Regions from separate parts of the Anser cygnoides genome. Here region 2 is linked to region 1. A link is a contact called in public Hi-C data. All regions are on one chromosome and are shown on one strand. The core of a region is the stretch at or near the end of the contact, and the rest is flanking DNA. Distances in the headings are between cores, read along the strand shown. Region 1 holds the start of KLHL15 (kelch like family member 15). Region 2 overlaps APOO (apolipoprotein O).

Region 1 (3,193 bases), core at 376-2,875:
AGTAAATACATAATTATGTGTATATTTGCAGCTTTGGAGTAAGTAGGTCCAGAGACGTCATTAACACCACGGTTTTGTTCTGATTTTTTGAATGAGAACTTTTTCCTCAAATACTGTTATTCCCATCAGAAAAAAAAAAAATTGTCGTCCTCAGCAGAATGCTGCTGGAACCTACTGGTAGCACCTGGCCAAATACATTCAGTATAGCGACTGCACTGAATTTATATGGAGGAGCTGCTGGCTTCAAGGGAAGATTCCACAAAGCCAGGAAGCCTTCACTGCAAGCCAGGATGTAAGTATTTGTGAAATCCCGTAGTGTTTACAGGGCTATGCAGGCAGGTTCTCTACATAACAACCAAATAAAGTTAACCGTAACCTTGTAATATCACCCACTATATTCTCGAGTACTACACGAATAAAACGTTCGGGCGCAAAGCAAGTTCTGCCCACCTACCGCGGTCACATTTGTATTTCTCGTTCGCCTGCCTTAGGGCGGCCAGGCTGGCCGAGGCCAGCGGCGGGACGGCGACCTGCAGATGGCACTGCGCCGCAGGACCACGGGCACGCACGGCTCGGTGCGAACCCTGTCACCGCCGAACTCGTTCCGCAAGCAGGCAATGAGGCGCGCACGCGATTTCTTCTTCGAGACCGGCATGACGCTAAGCTCAACTACGAGCTCCGGCCAGCTTGTGGGGCCGCACTGGAGGGCCGAGTGAAAAAAGGGCAGGAAAGGAGTGAAAAAAGGGCCGAAGAGGGCCAGCAGCGACACCCCAGCAGCGAGGGGAGGAGGCTCAGAAGCCTTTTGAAACGATCAACAAACTCCACTGACGGAATTAACGTACTTAAGCATGAGACTAAGACGGCCAAGTTTCACTGGCAGAGACTAACAGGCTTAGTTACGGCACAAAAAGGTTAAATTACGCTGAGGAAGATCCACGTATTTGGGTGTGAGGCTAAAAAGAAGGCCCGCACGGCCACGGGAGGAGACCGGGGAAGAGCCCGAGCCCCGGCCCCGGCCCCGGCCCCGGCCCCGGCCCCGGCCCCCGGCCCCCGGCCCCGGCCCCGGCCCCCGGCCCCCGGCCCCGGCCCCGGCCCCCGGCCCCCGGCCCCGGCCCCCGGCCCCCGGCCCCCGGCCCCCGGCCCCCGGCCCCGGCCCCCGCCCGTCCCGCCCCGTTCCCTCACCAAGGTGCCGAGGTCCTGCCGGGAGAGGTGCGGCTGCCCCAGCGTCACCCCCGCCTCGTCCCCCGCCATCTTGGCCGCCAGAGGAAGCCGGGGCTGCCCGCGCGGCCGCCTGACCCCCGGCTCCGCTCCGCGCCGCCGCCGCCCTCACCGAGCCCCGCGGCGCTCCCCAACCCAGCGGGCAGGGCCCGGCGCGGGGCCGCCCCGCAGTGGGCGCAGTGGGCGCAGCGGGGCGCCCGGCAGCACCGCCGCGGGGAGGGGGCGGCTCAGGCGCGGCGCGGGGCAGCCCCGGGAAGGCCCCCGCCGCCCTGCCGCCGGGTGATGCAACCCGGCCCCGCGTGCGGCAGCGCCGCCGGGGCGCCGAGGGCTTCGCGCATGCGCGGGGCGGGCGGGGCGGGAGCGGCGCGCGTGCGCCGGGCGCCCGCCGCCGGATAACGGTCGCGGGCTGAGGGGAAGGGGAAGGGGGAGGGGCGGCGCGTGGGGCGCTGAGGTAACGGCCGCTCTAACGGCCGCTCTAACGGCCGCCGCGGGGACCGGGCATCGCCGTGGACGGGGGGGGGGTGAAGACGTCAACGTCTGTCACTGCGCGCCTAGCGGCTTGGACATGGAGGTGTGTTGGGGGCGGTGAGGGGCGCGACGTGACGGGCAGGTGGGCTGCCTCCCCCGCGACGGAGCCACGCGTGCGCTGCAAGTGAGCGCACCCGGTTCGGCGGCTGATCAGCTCGCCGGCTTTAACGGCAAGATGTCGCTGTGCATGTGTTGGTAATCTCCGCTGGCCATCAGCCTAATGCGATTTTGAATGTCAGCCTTTCCCTTGTTACTGGCTTCTGGAGGCTGAGTCCTGTAGAGAACTGATATAAGGCCCTGCTCCAAGACATGAGCTTTTTTTACACCAAACAGCCCAAAACCCCCACCAAATGCATGCTGTGTTCAGCAACGTAACGTGTTAAAACGTGTTTACAAAGTAAACGTGTTAAAAATGGAATAAAATCCCTGATCAGTGCTGACATCCATTTTAGAGACTTAACAGAGACTAAACGCCAAATTCACAACCCTCCCCCATGGGGAGTTGAATTGACTTCTTCTCCATGGGAACTTCTTAAAGGCCTAGGGGATATTGCTACTGTAATAGGATTTCTTCAATGACCAGAGCAACTGGTTTCACAATAAGTAACCACTGTCAAATGCATCCACATTCATCAACAGCGGTTTTGCTTACTGGAAAATGTGGAGGTTCCCAGATTTTGCCTGGCTAACTGCTTGGGTGAAAACAATAGGTCTCGGGCACACAGTACACGTGTGATTGAAACGCGATGATGGAAATCTGTACAAAACTGGTATGCCTGGTTTAACAACGCGCGTAACCTCCCACTTTCACAAATACTATTTCCATACTTTCCTGATACAAGATCCAGGAGTGACTTCTGCTCTATATACCAATAGTAAATACATTGCCAGCAGTCTTGTTTTGAAGAAAAGAATACAAGAGTGTGGTAAGAAACCGTACAGTAATGATGTTGCCAGTGACAAAATGTATTATGTCTTGCAACCCAGTAATTCTGCACAAAAATAAAACACATTTTAATTTCTAGTCTTCCATCAGGCCGCATGATGTTTTACATAAGAATTGTAAATATCTTGCTTTTGGGAAAAACAATATATGCTTATGACAGATATACAAATTATAGTGAGAACACGATGTAGTACTTGAATTTGGTTGCCTCGACATCAGGCATGAAAATGAGCTGAAAATACTAGACTCTATAGTTACTTAGCTGTATACTTATGCAGTAATGCAGTGCAATATAAAATTACAGAAACAGCTTTTGTCACGTTTGCAGCAATCTTTAGAAATGATTTAATCCCTGCCAAGAATTCTGCCAGGAATCTGAAAAAATACACAAACGGTTGCTCCTATTTTAAACAATGAAATGCTACATTTTGCATATTCTGATGTTTTATTACTAGGGTTCACTGTATTTGGGAATATGTGTAGTATGAAGAAAAATGAAAG
Region 2 (3,193 bases), core at 323-2,822, 63 kb after region 1:
CTGTAGTTTTATGTATAACAGATTATAATTTGTTTACAGAAAAGTGCTTCGGCATCAGTATTTCAGAGCAGCGGTTTAATACAGATGACTTGTTTGTTTGTCAGTCAGCTCATTTGATGATTACTGTTGTGAAATGCAGCCTTCCTGCCCTTCCTCTTCTGCCTCTGGTCTCTATACTTCTGTCATTTGTACTGTACTGTAGGGTTGTCAGCTCTTGTACTACAGTGGTTTCATCTTCAAGTGACAAAGGCTTGTGTTCTGATACCAACTCGCTTAGACCCAGGTTTTGCTCCAGCCAGTGAGCTAAAACATACTGAAACACATCGAAAAAGCATTCTCTTCGGTCAGCTCTGTCTTTTCTTTACACTAATCAGTGTTTTGCTGTATTTTCAGCTATTTTGGATTCTTCCTCTTGCCGTGACACTGAATCAGGCACCCATTGTTTTTACCAAAGTGGCAGAACAGCGCTAGAGCTCTAAAAACATCCCCTTTTTTCAGTCCCTGTTCATTTCTTTGCGTGCTCTTCCCCACTTTCTTCCAATGAGTAATAAGATCTTGCAGAAGACTGCTTCTTACTGTATTTCTTCCTTTGTTGCCTGTCACGTGGTTGTTTAAACAACTTCAGAAAAAAAAAGAAACTCTTACAGCTTATTGTTTGGTTTTCATTCCTGATCTGTTGGTAGAAACCATCTGTGATTTACCAATACTCTCTGCGTATACATAACGTAAGTACTTATGTAGGTATGTATGTACACACGCTTAGTTAAGCACAGCTGTTTGGGTATTTTATTAAGTGTCTGCTGGTGACAGAGTGCTTCCAAGTGCAAAGACTGCTCGGCCTCGGTGGGCTTGTTTCCTGTACTTGCCTTAAGGAAATGATGAAAGTGGAAGTTGTGGTGTCGGCGTCTTGACTGGGTAGCTTTACTGTGAACAGCATAAACTGTGATCATAGCAGACCTAAATTGTCTTTTTAGTATCTTTTAAAATACAACACGAGTGGCTGATATATATAGATAGATAGATAAACAGCAAAAGTTTGGTCATCTGATCTAAATGATAAACATCTACTGTGGACAGAAAATGGTGTCACGCACATTCGCTTTTGGTACTAAGAACAACAACAGAGTAAAACTTGTAAAAGTTATTACCTGTTAGTTTGGGCGGTGATGAATTTAAGTGTTAAAGAGGTGGGAAAGGAAGAATCCACCCTACATAAAGTTGTGCTTTTCAGAGCAACTTAAAACACGGTAATATTTTTAAAGTGTTCCATATTTCTAAGAGAGTAAATTTCAGCCTCAACTAAAATTACAAAACTGAGAACATGTTGTCTTTGATTGACTAGGAGAGGATGAATAAGGTTAAACAGTGATGTTATCTTTATTCTAAGCAGTACATTGCAAACAAAAGAGACAGAAGAAAGGGTAAATTATTAATCTGTGAGCCTGAATGCTTTGTTTTTTCTTTTGTAACTGTTGTTCTTTTCTGGTGGCCAGACTCTACCTTTAAAGAGTTTTCCATAAACATAAGAGACACGTATGCCTCTCCTTAGGGTTATAATTTCTGTGGTTAGGTGCCGCTGTAAAGGGGCCCAGCCATCTGCTTGCTCCCGTTCAGAGGGAGCAACAGAAACTGACTTTTGCATCAGAGTAGGCTGTAATGTAAGGAGAAAGTCTAATTAAAAAAACAACCAAAAATGCTGGCTAAGTTCCTTTTGGACTGTTTTTTTCATATGTAAGTAAAATTGGATAGAAATAATTTTTTTTTTGAAGTTTGTTTAAAGTTTAGGTCTCGATCCGTGTCTGTTAGACACAGTGAGCTAAGCTGACATTTTTTTTTAATCACTTACGTATTAAAGCTTTATAAAGAGCGTTGTGTACAGTCCCCTTAATTCCAGTATTATCTTGGATTTCAAATAATGATTTTTTCTTAATCCTGTGGAATCCCAGCGCCTTGAAGACTTTATGAATGTGTTACGGAGATTTGTTACCAGTCACCGTTGAGCTGAAGCTCGCAGTTGCGTAAGAATGCAAAACGTTTCCACTCCTGCTGCGGGGTACGGCTCTGACGCGTGAACTCTGTCCACCCAGATGCGTTACCAAGTGGCTGTGTTCCGGCAGAAAGTAGAAGGACTGTGTCTTGAATACGTGCCTGCTTCTGACGATGAGAATGCCACGGGGGAGGCGGTCTTTCGGGTCGTTGATCTAGGCACGTTTTTTGCTTCTGATTTGTTTTGGGTGTGACTTGAGGACTTTGACACTTTGTTAAATTAGGTGTGTTCGCTTCCCTTGCCACCTCAAAGGACTTCTTTTTCTGGCTACCCATATTACTGCTTTATCAGTCTCGCTCACTCTGTGTTGATGTAGTGGGCACGTACAGCAGATGGAGTTAAAAGACCTTCTTAATTGCTAATTGAGCAGATGAGTTTGTGTGTGAGCAGCGGGCTGATTTGAGCCCAGAACTCAGGCTGATGGATCAGCAAAGACAAGCCCTGTGATGAGACCTACCAGTCTCACAAATACTAAGGAACTGAGCAAAACCCCTGTTTTCCCACAGGTTTTATTGCTAGTTGTCTTGGTCTGTTTTTTTTTTATTTGTTTGTTTGTTTGTTTTTAGGATGAAATACTTTACCTGGGTGGTGGTAATTTTTTTTTTTCCACAAGTCAAGACAAGCAAGTGGAAGAACACAGAGCCCCTCTGTGAACAGCATATTTTTAGTTCTTTTGTTCAGAATTGAGTAATCCCTGAGATGAGGCATCATGAGTCAGATTGTTCATTGTGAGTTGTAAAATGTCGTAATTTGTAAGTTCCTGTACTGGGAGGATTATGGAGTAGGTCATTACTTTGAAATGGGTGTGCTTCATGGATATGATTTCATTTGCTATGAAATATCCAGGATAGTGATCAAAAGAATTATTTTTTTAAGAAGGGGTTAGCTATTTAAGATCTTGCTAGACATATTTTGAATAAGAACTTCAAGAATTATCTCCATAATTGAATCTTGGTGTATTGGATCCATATATACAGCACAGCATATACTGGTCTCGTGTGTGTGTGTGTGTGTGTGTGTATATATATATATATACATATACATATATACATATATATATACATATACATATATATGTGTATATATATATATATATACACACACACACACCATATGACCATAAATATATATAGTCTCATAGACTCA

Evidence for each region. A called contact is a pair of places that touch in the nucleus more often than the background predicts.
Region 2: a contact with region 1 is called in a Hi-C map of liver, with 1.7 times the contacts expected there. The contact joins the enhancer-like site here to the promoter of KLHL15 in region 1. A contact is called at or near these places in 2 of 7 Hi-C or Micro-C datasets (both in liver).

The regions. Positions count from the first base shown.
Region 1 is chr1:126,796,820-126,800,012 of Taihu_goose_T2T_genome, forward strand. It overlaps KLHL15 (kelch like family member 15), which reads left to right and starts at 1,626. Exons shown (of 5, transcript XM_048045963.2): 1 at 1,626-1,789. It overlaps EIF2S3 (eukaryotic translation initiation factor 2 subunit gamma), which reads right to left and starts at 1,360. Exons shown (of 12, transcript XM_066980719.1): 1 at 1,183-1,360. The coding sequence starts at 1,251.
Region 2 is chr1:126,860,194-126,863,386 of Taihu_goose_T2T_genome, forward strand. All of the region lies in intron 7 of APOO (apolipoprotein O), which reads left to right. Among named protein-coding and RNA genes, the nearest start is that of SAT1, 23 kb to the right of the region's middle. Within about 2 kb of position 1,573, at least 1 of the 3 cell types and tissues checked has open chromatin away from gene starts, as enhancers often do. A contact at or near this core is called in liver, where this site is marked.